Regions from separate parts of the Mus musculus genome. Here region 1 is linked to region 2. A link is a contact called in public promoter capture Hi-C data. All regions are on one chromosome and are shown on one strand. The core of a region is the stretch at or near the end of the contact, and the rest is flanking DNA. Distances in the headings are between cores, read along the strand shown.

What was found. Promoter capture Hi-C pulls out the DNA fragments that hold promoters and counts their contacts.
Region 1: a promoter capture Hi-C map of the HPC-7 cell line shows a contact between it and region 2, with 4 times the contacts expected there. The contact joins the promoter of Odf3l1 here to the enhancer-like site in region 2. A contact is called at or near these places in 17 of 39 promoter capture datasets (the 3T3-L1 cell line, 3T3-L1-derived adipocytes, the C10 cell line and 12 more), 10 of 484 Hi-C or Micro-C datasets (B cells, the Ba/F3 cell line, CD4 T cells and 6 more), 6 of 115 datasets of contacts at active chromatin or transcription factors (embryonic basal ganglia, embryonic forebrain, embryonic midbrain and 3 more) and 1 of 9 other capture datasets (embryonic stem cells).

The regions. Positions count from the first base shown.
Region 1 is chr9:56,851,366-56,855,600 of GRCm38.p6, forward strand. Odf3l1 (outer dense fiber of sperm tails 3-like 1) reads right to left here and starts at 2,449. Exons shown (of 5, transcript NM_001374681.1): 1 at 1,135-2,449; 2 at 291-419. The coding sequence starts at 1,219.
Region 2 is chr9:56,205,877-56,210,692 of GRCm38.p6, forward strand. It overlaps Peak1 (pseudopodium-enriched atypical kinase 1), which reads right to left. Exons shown (of 7, transcript NM_172924.3): 7 at 1-1,735. The coding sequence ends at 572. Among named protein-coding and RNA genes, the nearest start is that of Peak1os, 33 kb to the right of the region's middle. Within about 2 kb of position 1,390, at least 71 of the 459 cell types and tissues checked have an H3K27ac peak or open chromatin away from gene starts, as enhancers often do. A contact at or near this core is called in the HPC-7 cell line, where this site is marked.

The DNA of each region.
Region 1 (4,235 bases), core at 1,199-3,698, 650 kb after region 2:
GGTCGAGCCCTCGCCTGTAACGTATGGGCCCCAGGGTTCAGTCGCTAGCACCCTGAAAGGTAAAAACCAAGCTAAAAGTTCCTAATCCTTTTCCCCGAAACATGCTGTATGCCCCTATGTCCTGACCTTCTTCCAGCATCTCAGAGCCAGTGGGTGGGCTTAGCTTGGAGGTTCAGGTTGTGCTAAGGTCCTGAGGAGTGTTTGCTGGGGTTTCACTGGAGGCAAGGCTGGCAGGCAAGGCCTTCAGCAGCAGGCTAGCAGAGCGGGCCCTAGGATAGGGCTGCTCTCACCTTTGATTGTGGCCATGATGACAGGGGTCTGCTTGATTTCATGCCATGAGGGCACCTCTTCCTCCTTCTCTGGGTGCTGTGCGTAGAACACATAGTTCCTGGACCCCTTGGACTGCTTCATAGTGAAGGCTGAGAGAAAATAGTAGCGGTTACAAGCAGTGCCTGAGAAGCCGGGAGCCAGTACCCCTGCCCAGGCCCCTCTATTCACTCCCCACCCCACTTCAGAGACACCGAGACAGCTAGGGGAGGGGCTGTGTGAGAAGATGCCTCGGCTCAACAGCTGAAGCCACCACAGAAGTGCAGCCAGTACAGGAGGCGGGGGTCGGGCCCCAGTGGCTGGAGTGGAGGATGATGTCACATCGAAGCAGAACTTGGACTGTGAGGCCCGGAGTGTTTATTTCTCCCGTTGCCGTGGTGCCTGAACTGTGGTATGGCAGCTCTCTGCTGAGAGCCCAGATACAGAAAAATTCAGCTCCATGTCCTCTCATATATCCAACCAGGCTGAATGCCCTGGGCGTTCCCCAATACCCCTGGTCTGGGAAGGGAGTAGTGAATGACATGGACCCTGAGCCAGCTGCTCACTACCAGTAGGTGTTTTATAATTGGGGACAGGGACAGAAAGGTTGAGTGGGTCCTGGGCGAAGAGTTCCTGCCCACTCCTGCAGCTCCTGTCCCCCTGTCCTTTCCACCTATCTCCTCTAGACTCTGGGTAAGTCCTCTCTTCTACCAGTCTACTTCTGTAAGCTAACCTATTTCCCACTAAGGTCTCTCACAGCCCCTTCCCAGACTCTTTGCCAAAGCACGATATCATTAAAGATCCACATCTAGCTAAAGGAATACTTACCTAATGGTAGTGTTCCAGACACAGTGTGGGGAACAAGCAGGATGATAAAGGGCTCACACTGGGGTCCACAGCAGTAGGTTCCCATGACTTTGTAGAGAGCACACCTCTGAAGGAGGATGTTAGGAAATATGAGTGTCAGAGGCTATGCAGTCTCCATGTGACAGAGGGATGAGCCCCAGTCTAGGAAAATCCCAGAGATGGCTTCAGCCTAAGAGCCCAGAGGGACCCAGGACCCAGCCTTACATCCACCACTGGGATTAGATCTGAGCCAGGTTAAGAAAGGTCTCTGTCTGTCATAGGAATTAAAGGATGAATGGTAGTCTGTCACCACCCCAGTGTAGACACTGAGGCCACAGTGACAGGAGAGGAAGCAGAACACAAAATGCAGGAATCTCTTCAGGTCAGTCTCACTGTTCAGAGAGCTGCCATTGTGGTGCTCTGAACTCTAGGCATCCGCCAAGTGCAGCCATCATCAGGCATGCTGGGAAGTCAAGAGTCTTGGGGACAGAAAGGCTCAGAACAGAGCAGGCTCCCAGCCACCAGCAGCAGCCCCTCTGCTGGGGACCACGTCTCATTTCACCCCACCCTGTAAGCACTCCGGGCCACCCCCTCTCCCCTGCCTGGTGGTACTCCAAGTGCTTCCTTCCCAGGGGTCTGTTCTGTTCCTGTCACAGGCCTTCATACACAGCTTTCTTGAGGAAATGGGTTTCTTCACCTTCAGCTGGCCCAAGTTGCTCACTTCTGTGGCATGCACTCTGCCTCTGATGGAGTCTGGGATCCCCTGAAGCAGGCCCCTTGGCTGCTTCAGGCCCAAGATGATAGCTCTTCCATTCACGGCCTTGGTCACATGAGTTCCAGTATCCACCTGTTCCTCACAACACGGTGGCAGCCCTGGTTCATGGCTACCTCCTAACTCCTACCATGACTTGGTAACTTTGGCCCACCTAAGACCCACTCCCCAATCAATGCACAGTCCTCCTCATGCACCAAGACCTCTGCCAAGTCCCTCCCAAACCCTGTTCCCAGCAGTGGTCCTGGGCTTTTATTACCTCCCACAACACCAACTGCCACCTCCCTAGAAAGAGCCCTCCGTTTCCTACTCCCCAGCAGTCTTTATGTACCAGACCAATGAGCTCCTGCCTCTTCCTCCTCCTCCTCTTCCTCCTCCTCCTCCTCACCCTCAGAGCTCTCAGCCTTGGATTTGGCAACCTCATTGAGCCTCACCTAGAAGCAGCTTGCTCTGCTGTCCCCAGATACTATCCCAGCATGCCTCACTCCCCTCCATAAGACTGGACCTCCATGCAGTTCCTACCCACCTGCACAAGTGAAAACAGAGACTGTGAAGTGCTGGAGCTGCAGGCCTCTCAACAAGGCCTGCCCAATTCCACTTTCCCTGGAAGCTATGGCTGCTCTTCCAATTTCCACATCTACTGGCAACTCTTTTTTTTTTTTTTTTTAAATTATAAGTAAGTACACTGTAGCTGTCTTCAGACACTCCAGAAGAGGGCATCAGATTTCGTTACGGATGGTTGTGAGCCACCATGTGGTTGCTGGGATTTGAACTCGGGACCTTCGGAAGAGCAGTCGGCGCTCTTAACCATCTTAACCAGCCCTTCTACTGGCAACTCTTATCACCTCTGATAGCCAAGGTCCCTTCCACCTGTTAAAAGCTCTGCCTCTAGGGCCTAAAGAGATGGCTCACTGGCTAAGAACACTTCCAGTTCCTCCAGAGGGCTGGGGTTCAGCTCCCAGAACCCACATCAGGTAGCTCATAGCCACCCATAGCTACAGTTCCAGGGGATCCAATACTCTCTTCTACCATCTAAGCCCTGCATGCATGGTGTACATAAACATACATTCAAGCATACACACACAGTTATAAAATGAATAAATAATCTCTAAAAATAAAAGCAACCCTGCCCTTGAGCCCACACATGTCTCTGTACCTACCTGTCTGTCTCTGCCATTTCACAGACCCATTTACTCAAAGGGTGTTTTCTCTGTGGTGGCCAGTCTGCCTCTCTTTTCTCCTTGACTCACTGAAAGCTGGCTTTAGGCCCGTTGCTCCACCCAAGCTAAGTTGGATGAGATGCCCACAGACCTGCACGCAGATGCTAAACACAGTAGACTCTTGGCAACCTCTTCTGACTTGGCCACTTGGTAGCATTGAACCAACACTGCTGACCACTCCTCCTGCTTCACAAGACCCTCTCCCAGCTCCAAGATCTTCTCCTGGTTTTCCTTCCCTGGTTTCCACTGTTCCTTTACTGGCTTGCTTCTGGGTCTTCTTCCTCACCCCGACCTTTCAGTATTGGCAAAAGCTTATTAATCACAAAAATGGAAAACAGTAACTTTGCCTGGACGCAGTCTGGCAGGCTCAGCCTCAACCAGGTGACACATGTGATGAAGATCAGTGGGTAAAGTACTTACGATGCAAGCGTGAGGAGCTGAGCCTGGACTCCCAGGATCCTCATGAAAAGCTGGGTGACACAGTGCGTGCCTGTAATCCAGCACTGGGGAGGAGTGCCTGGCCCTTCAGCTTACCTGATCAGTGAGCTTCAGGTCCAATGAGAGAAGGTGAGGAGCAATAGAAAAAGCTACCCAATGGTGACTGACCTCTGGCTTCTACACAGATGTATAGTGTATGTACATCTCACACAGAAGCTGTTATCATTTTATTATTGTGTGTTGTATGGGTGCGTGCATGCTACAGAGGATAACACAGAGTCAGTGTTCTACTTCTACCATGGGATTCAGGTCATCAAGTTAGTGAGTGCTTCTACCCACTATACTATCTTGGTTTGCTGAGGGGAGGTTGGGTACAGGTCTGACCATGTAGCCCAGGCTGTCCTGGAACTTGCCATGTAGACCAGGTGGGCCTCGAACTCATAGATATTGCTTGCCTCTGCCTCCTGAGTGCTGTGTCTAAAGTCACGTGCCACCACTCATTCTACAATATTTTTAAATTAAAAACCAAAACAAAGACAAACAACACACAATCCCACCAAGGAAAACGCTGGTGCCTCCTAGAAGGATACACCAGGAGACCACAACACCGCTCTGTTGTGTTTCCCAAAGATAAAAATCTGACCACAAGAATA
Region 2 (4,816 bases), core at 140-2,639:
GGTGGCTCTCTATGTAGGGTCCCCTCCTTTCACTGTATGCCAGAGCAAAGGCTAGTCCCCAGTGACTACAACGGAGCCAAGAAGGATAATGGGATGTCCTCTAGGGAAAGAGGTGGTCACTTCAAGGGAGAGGAATCTGCTGTGAGAGCATTAGTGGGTGACAGCTGAGGTTGGTGATGTGTGTACTGCTAGCTAGTTAATGCAGGCGAGCTTCAGAGTTATGGAAGAGGTGTATGCAGCTTGGTGAGATCATTCCATGGGAGCTGCTCCTTCATGGCTGTGCATTTTTCACTTTTTACCCCACATTTGTGAGACTATTGGGATGACAAATGCTCCAAGGGAAGGTGACTGCATGTTTGTGCAGCTGAACTGCTGTACAGTAAAGAAACACTCAGCCATTCACTGTAGAAAGCTGTAGGTGACCTTGCTGAATGGAGCCCATGTCCCTGGACAAGGGTGGCAGTTGGCTTCTTTCCTTTCCTTAAATTCTGAGTGGATACCAGGACAGGGACATGAGGGTAACATGAGGAAGGTGGAGATATTTAACAATAAAAGCAATGCCCGGGCCATATTAACGGTATTGCAGGATTTTTACAATATAGCTCAGGGAGTCTGTAGTGGCAAAGGCCAGATACTGAGCACAAAGCCAGTCCTCCAGGCTGATGCCCCCCTCTCTGTCCAGGGACTTCTCCGCGAACTTGATCATCAGCAGGGTTCGCTTGATGTCTAACCAGTTTTGGAGCAGAGCGTTCTTCTGTGCGAGGGTTGCAGAGGTGGTGAAGATTTGAAAGAGATCTTCTCGGGGGCCCCAGAGCAGACATTGGAGGATGCCTTTGGCGTCAGAAATGAGGATGCGCTCAGAAGGGTTGGGATTCAGGAGGCAGCTAGCAAGCTGCTGTAGACCCCAGGAGTACGGGGAGCGGAGAGGGATCCGAGGCAGATCTGTGCGCGTGTACTCCTTCTCCTTCAGCTCCGGGTTCTCGTCAAAAGGGTTGGGCAGGTGCAGCATCTCATAGATGAGAATGCCCGTCTGGAATTCATCACACTTCTTATACTGGGTGGCCGTGATGATCTCTGGGGCAAGGCGGGACTGGTCTCGGAGGATCTGGGGGTCCACCAGGTGGCTCTTCTGCTTGGCCTGAGAGAAGTTACTCACAATGAGCCTTGTAGGACAAGCTAAGGTGGGGCAAGGGTCTGCAGGAGAAGGGCCCTGGGCAGCTCCCCCAGGTTGGTGCTGGACAAGCAGCAAGTTCTCCAGGCGAAGATCGCAGTGCGTGACGTGGTAGGGCTTGAGGTGCTCAAGCCCAGAGCACAGCTGTAAGAGCAGCAGACACACTTGCCTCTCATACAAGTCAGGGCTGTTCCCATGATGGGCCAAAGAATCTCGCACGAAGTCGGCCACAGTGAGATGGGGAACCTCCCTGGTGATGACCACAACGTGGCTTCTTTGTTTCCTGTTTGTGACTCGTTGGTTCTCTTTCTGGGATGGCTCTGTTTCAGAGCAGGGCTCAGGATTTCCCCCCAAAGTTTCTGCCTTCCCCTCTTCTTCGCTGTCTTCAGTGCCATCCTCTGCCTTTTCAGGAGCATCAGGATCCTCCCAGGGAAGCAGACGACTAGGGACTTCAGCAAGGAAATGGCCACAATCCTGCTGGATGTTAAAATGCACAGGCAGACTCTGCCGGACAGCCAGGCTATGGTAATACTGCTGAGACTCCTTAGCTTTGCTCTTGCAGATCTGAAAGAGAGCAGGAGGCACACTTAGACTTCCCATAAGCAGACACACGAGGTGCAGAGGATGATTAACTGCAAGGTGACTCATTAGGAACACAGTAAGTCTTCAGAAAGGGTCTGGGCAGCCAGCCTATAAGTGACTACCGTTTCTCATGGACCCACATTCAAGGCTACGCTCAGTGCCTTATGTGCACCACCTCTAGTCTGCACTCAGTGCCTTATGTGCACCACCTCTAGTCTGCACTCAGTGCCTTATGCGCACCACCTCCAGCTTTCATACAAGCCCCTTAGACTGTGGGCTCCAACTAACGGAGCTGGAAAAGTGGATGTACGCATGCTGAAGAATGGAACTTGACCCCTAAGCTCTCATCAGTTACAAAATCAACTCAAGATGAATTAAAGATTTACCCTCAAACTATGAAGTTATAAAACCAGGAGAAACAGGGAAAAGACTGTAGGATGTTGGATCAGGAAAGAAATTTGTGTACAAGACTCTAAAAGGATAAGTAATAAAAGCATAAATAGACATTAGAGACTATACCAAACTAAAAAACTTCTGTATCACAAAGAAAACAGACTGAAAACATAACAATGGGAGATATAATTGAAACTACATATCTGATAAGGGGCTATTCAGAATGTATTAGGAATTCTAAATAACTGGGCAGTGGTGGCACATGCCTTTAATCCCAGCACTTGGGAGGCAGGCGAATTTCTGAGTTCAAGGTCAGCCTGGTTTACAGAGTGAGTTCCTGGACAGCCAGGGATACATAGAGAAATCCTGTCTTGAAAAAAACAAACAAAACAAAAATCAAAATAAAAAAATACTAACCAACAACCAAAAACAACAACAAAAATCACTAAAACTCAAACAATTCAATTAAAAGTAATTAGCACAAGGCATACAATGGGACACACACACACATACACCCCCCCCCCCACACACACACAGACATACACTCATACACACACACACACGAACACACACACGCACACCAGAGAAAGGCAAAGCAAACCATATCCCTCACTTCCACTAGAACGGATGTTCCTGGGCTGGAGAGGTTGCTCAGCAGTTAGGAATACTAGCTTTTGTTGTGCAGGACCTGAGTTCAGTTCCCAGCACACATGCCATGAAGGTCACAAGCACATGTAACTCCAGTTCCAGGAGGACCAGCTGCCTCTGGGCTCTGAGGGTGCTTGCACTCAGATAGACACACCTCACCTCCCCATATACATAATTAAAAAGTAGCAAAAACAAATCATAGAAAAAAAAGCAAGGCTGTCACCGAAAGAAAAAAAAAAGCGCTGGTGAAAAGTGTGGAGAAACAGAACCTCGTGGTGCACACTGCTGGTGAGAACAGGAAGGAGAACAGTCAGAGAGGAGCCTCAAAGAGTGAGAAACAGAGCCACCACGTGACCTCACACATTCACTGCGTAGTCACGGGAACGGAAGCAGCACTGTTGAAGGAACATCAGTATTCTACCGTTTACTACTGATAGGCAAGAAATGGAAATGATATTAACTACTGACTGGATAAATAAACTATGGTACATATACATAAAAATAACAACAGTCTGTGTTTTGTGATGACAAGGATGGAGGTGGAGATGATTTGCTAAAGTGAAATAAACCAGGCTCATACAAACAACAGTGTGATCTCAGTCAGATGTGGATCCCTAAGAATGGTCTCATAGAAGCTGGACGGAGCTAGTGGTTTTCAAAGGCTGGGGAGAGGCTGGGGATGGCTGAGCAGCAGGTGTAAACAATAGGTTGGAGGCATGAATTCAGATGCTTGTACAATATTATGATTATAGATAATACACTATTTAATTTCAAAGAGCTAGAAGGAAGGATTTTGAATGTTTTAGTACCAAGAAGACTGCATGTCCAGTTTATGTTTTTCCAAATAAGAAAGGATAAGTAAGCGTCCAGATAAATATTAGCAGTTTGCAGAGTTGAGTGTGTTGCAATGCCAAAGCTGGTTCTGCTCTATCTTTTGTATACCTAGAAGACAACACAACTAGCATAATAAATGTTCTCTTACATTCTGTAGGAATTTCTAAGCCTGGCGCTCTTTCTCATCCCGTCCCCTGTGGGGCAATGGGTTATGCACAGACAGTCTGGTCTCCAGTTGAGCTGAGGTGTGGAACCCTGGTGAAACCCAGTGGTGATAGTTCACCTACATGGGATGGAAGGCGGTCCCTCATGTCTCCTGGAATTCCCTGGCTCCTGTCGAAGTTACCGTCCCCACAGCCCCCACAGGAGAAGCTGTGGCTTTTAGTCACGTACACAATGTCCCAAGCTTCTGACCTTCACGCTAGACTTCTCCCAGTTACCTAGCAACAACAAGATACCGTCCCACCATAAGAGGGGCTGCTTGGCCCCACCTCACTCTCTCCTTTTACTCCCTTTCCTCACTCTCTTACACTCTCTCCTCCCACTCTCTCTCTTTAACCTCTTACCCTAGACTTTCTTCTCTCTCTCTCCTTTCCCCCTTCTTTCCTCTTGGCCATGGCTGGTCTCTCTCTTTTACCTTCTCTCCTTCCCCCTACCTTTCTACAATAAAGTTCTAAAACCACAGACTCTCTGTTCATCAAGGCCTGCTGTGCTTGGATGGTGGGATAGGCTTTCTTCCTAATGAGCCGTTTCTAATCTCCCGATGGAAGGCCTACCTGTGCTCCAGCCATGGACCGGACAGGATTCTTTCCTTCTGCCCTCTCTCCCGTATCCCCGGGGCTGAGCAGGTGTCACCCTAGGGCCCCTGGTATCAGGGGCTGGCCCTTGTCCACCCCCCACCAAGTGGGGTCAGTGGCTTAGATGCCCACCTGGGACCGAGTGGAAAGCATGTGGCATCTTCCCAAGTCCATCTGCCCAGAGCACAGGAGGAACTCTGGCCAGATGCGGGCTATCTCATCCTCCCCGTCTTTCCCCTATACCCCCCACATCCTACAGACCCCTGTGCCCCTTTCTGTTTTATTAGGGATTGAAGCCAGGGTCTTGTTAGGCCATCTCCATTAAGAATGCTCACTTTTAACTGGCTCCTTATACCAACATCAGGCACTAAGATCTTCCAGAAGGAAGTCT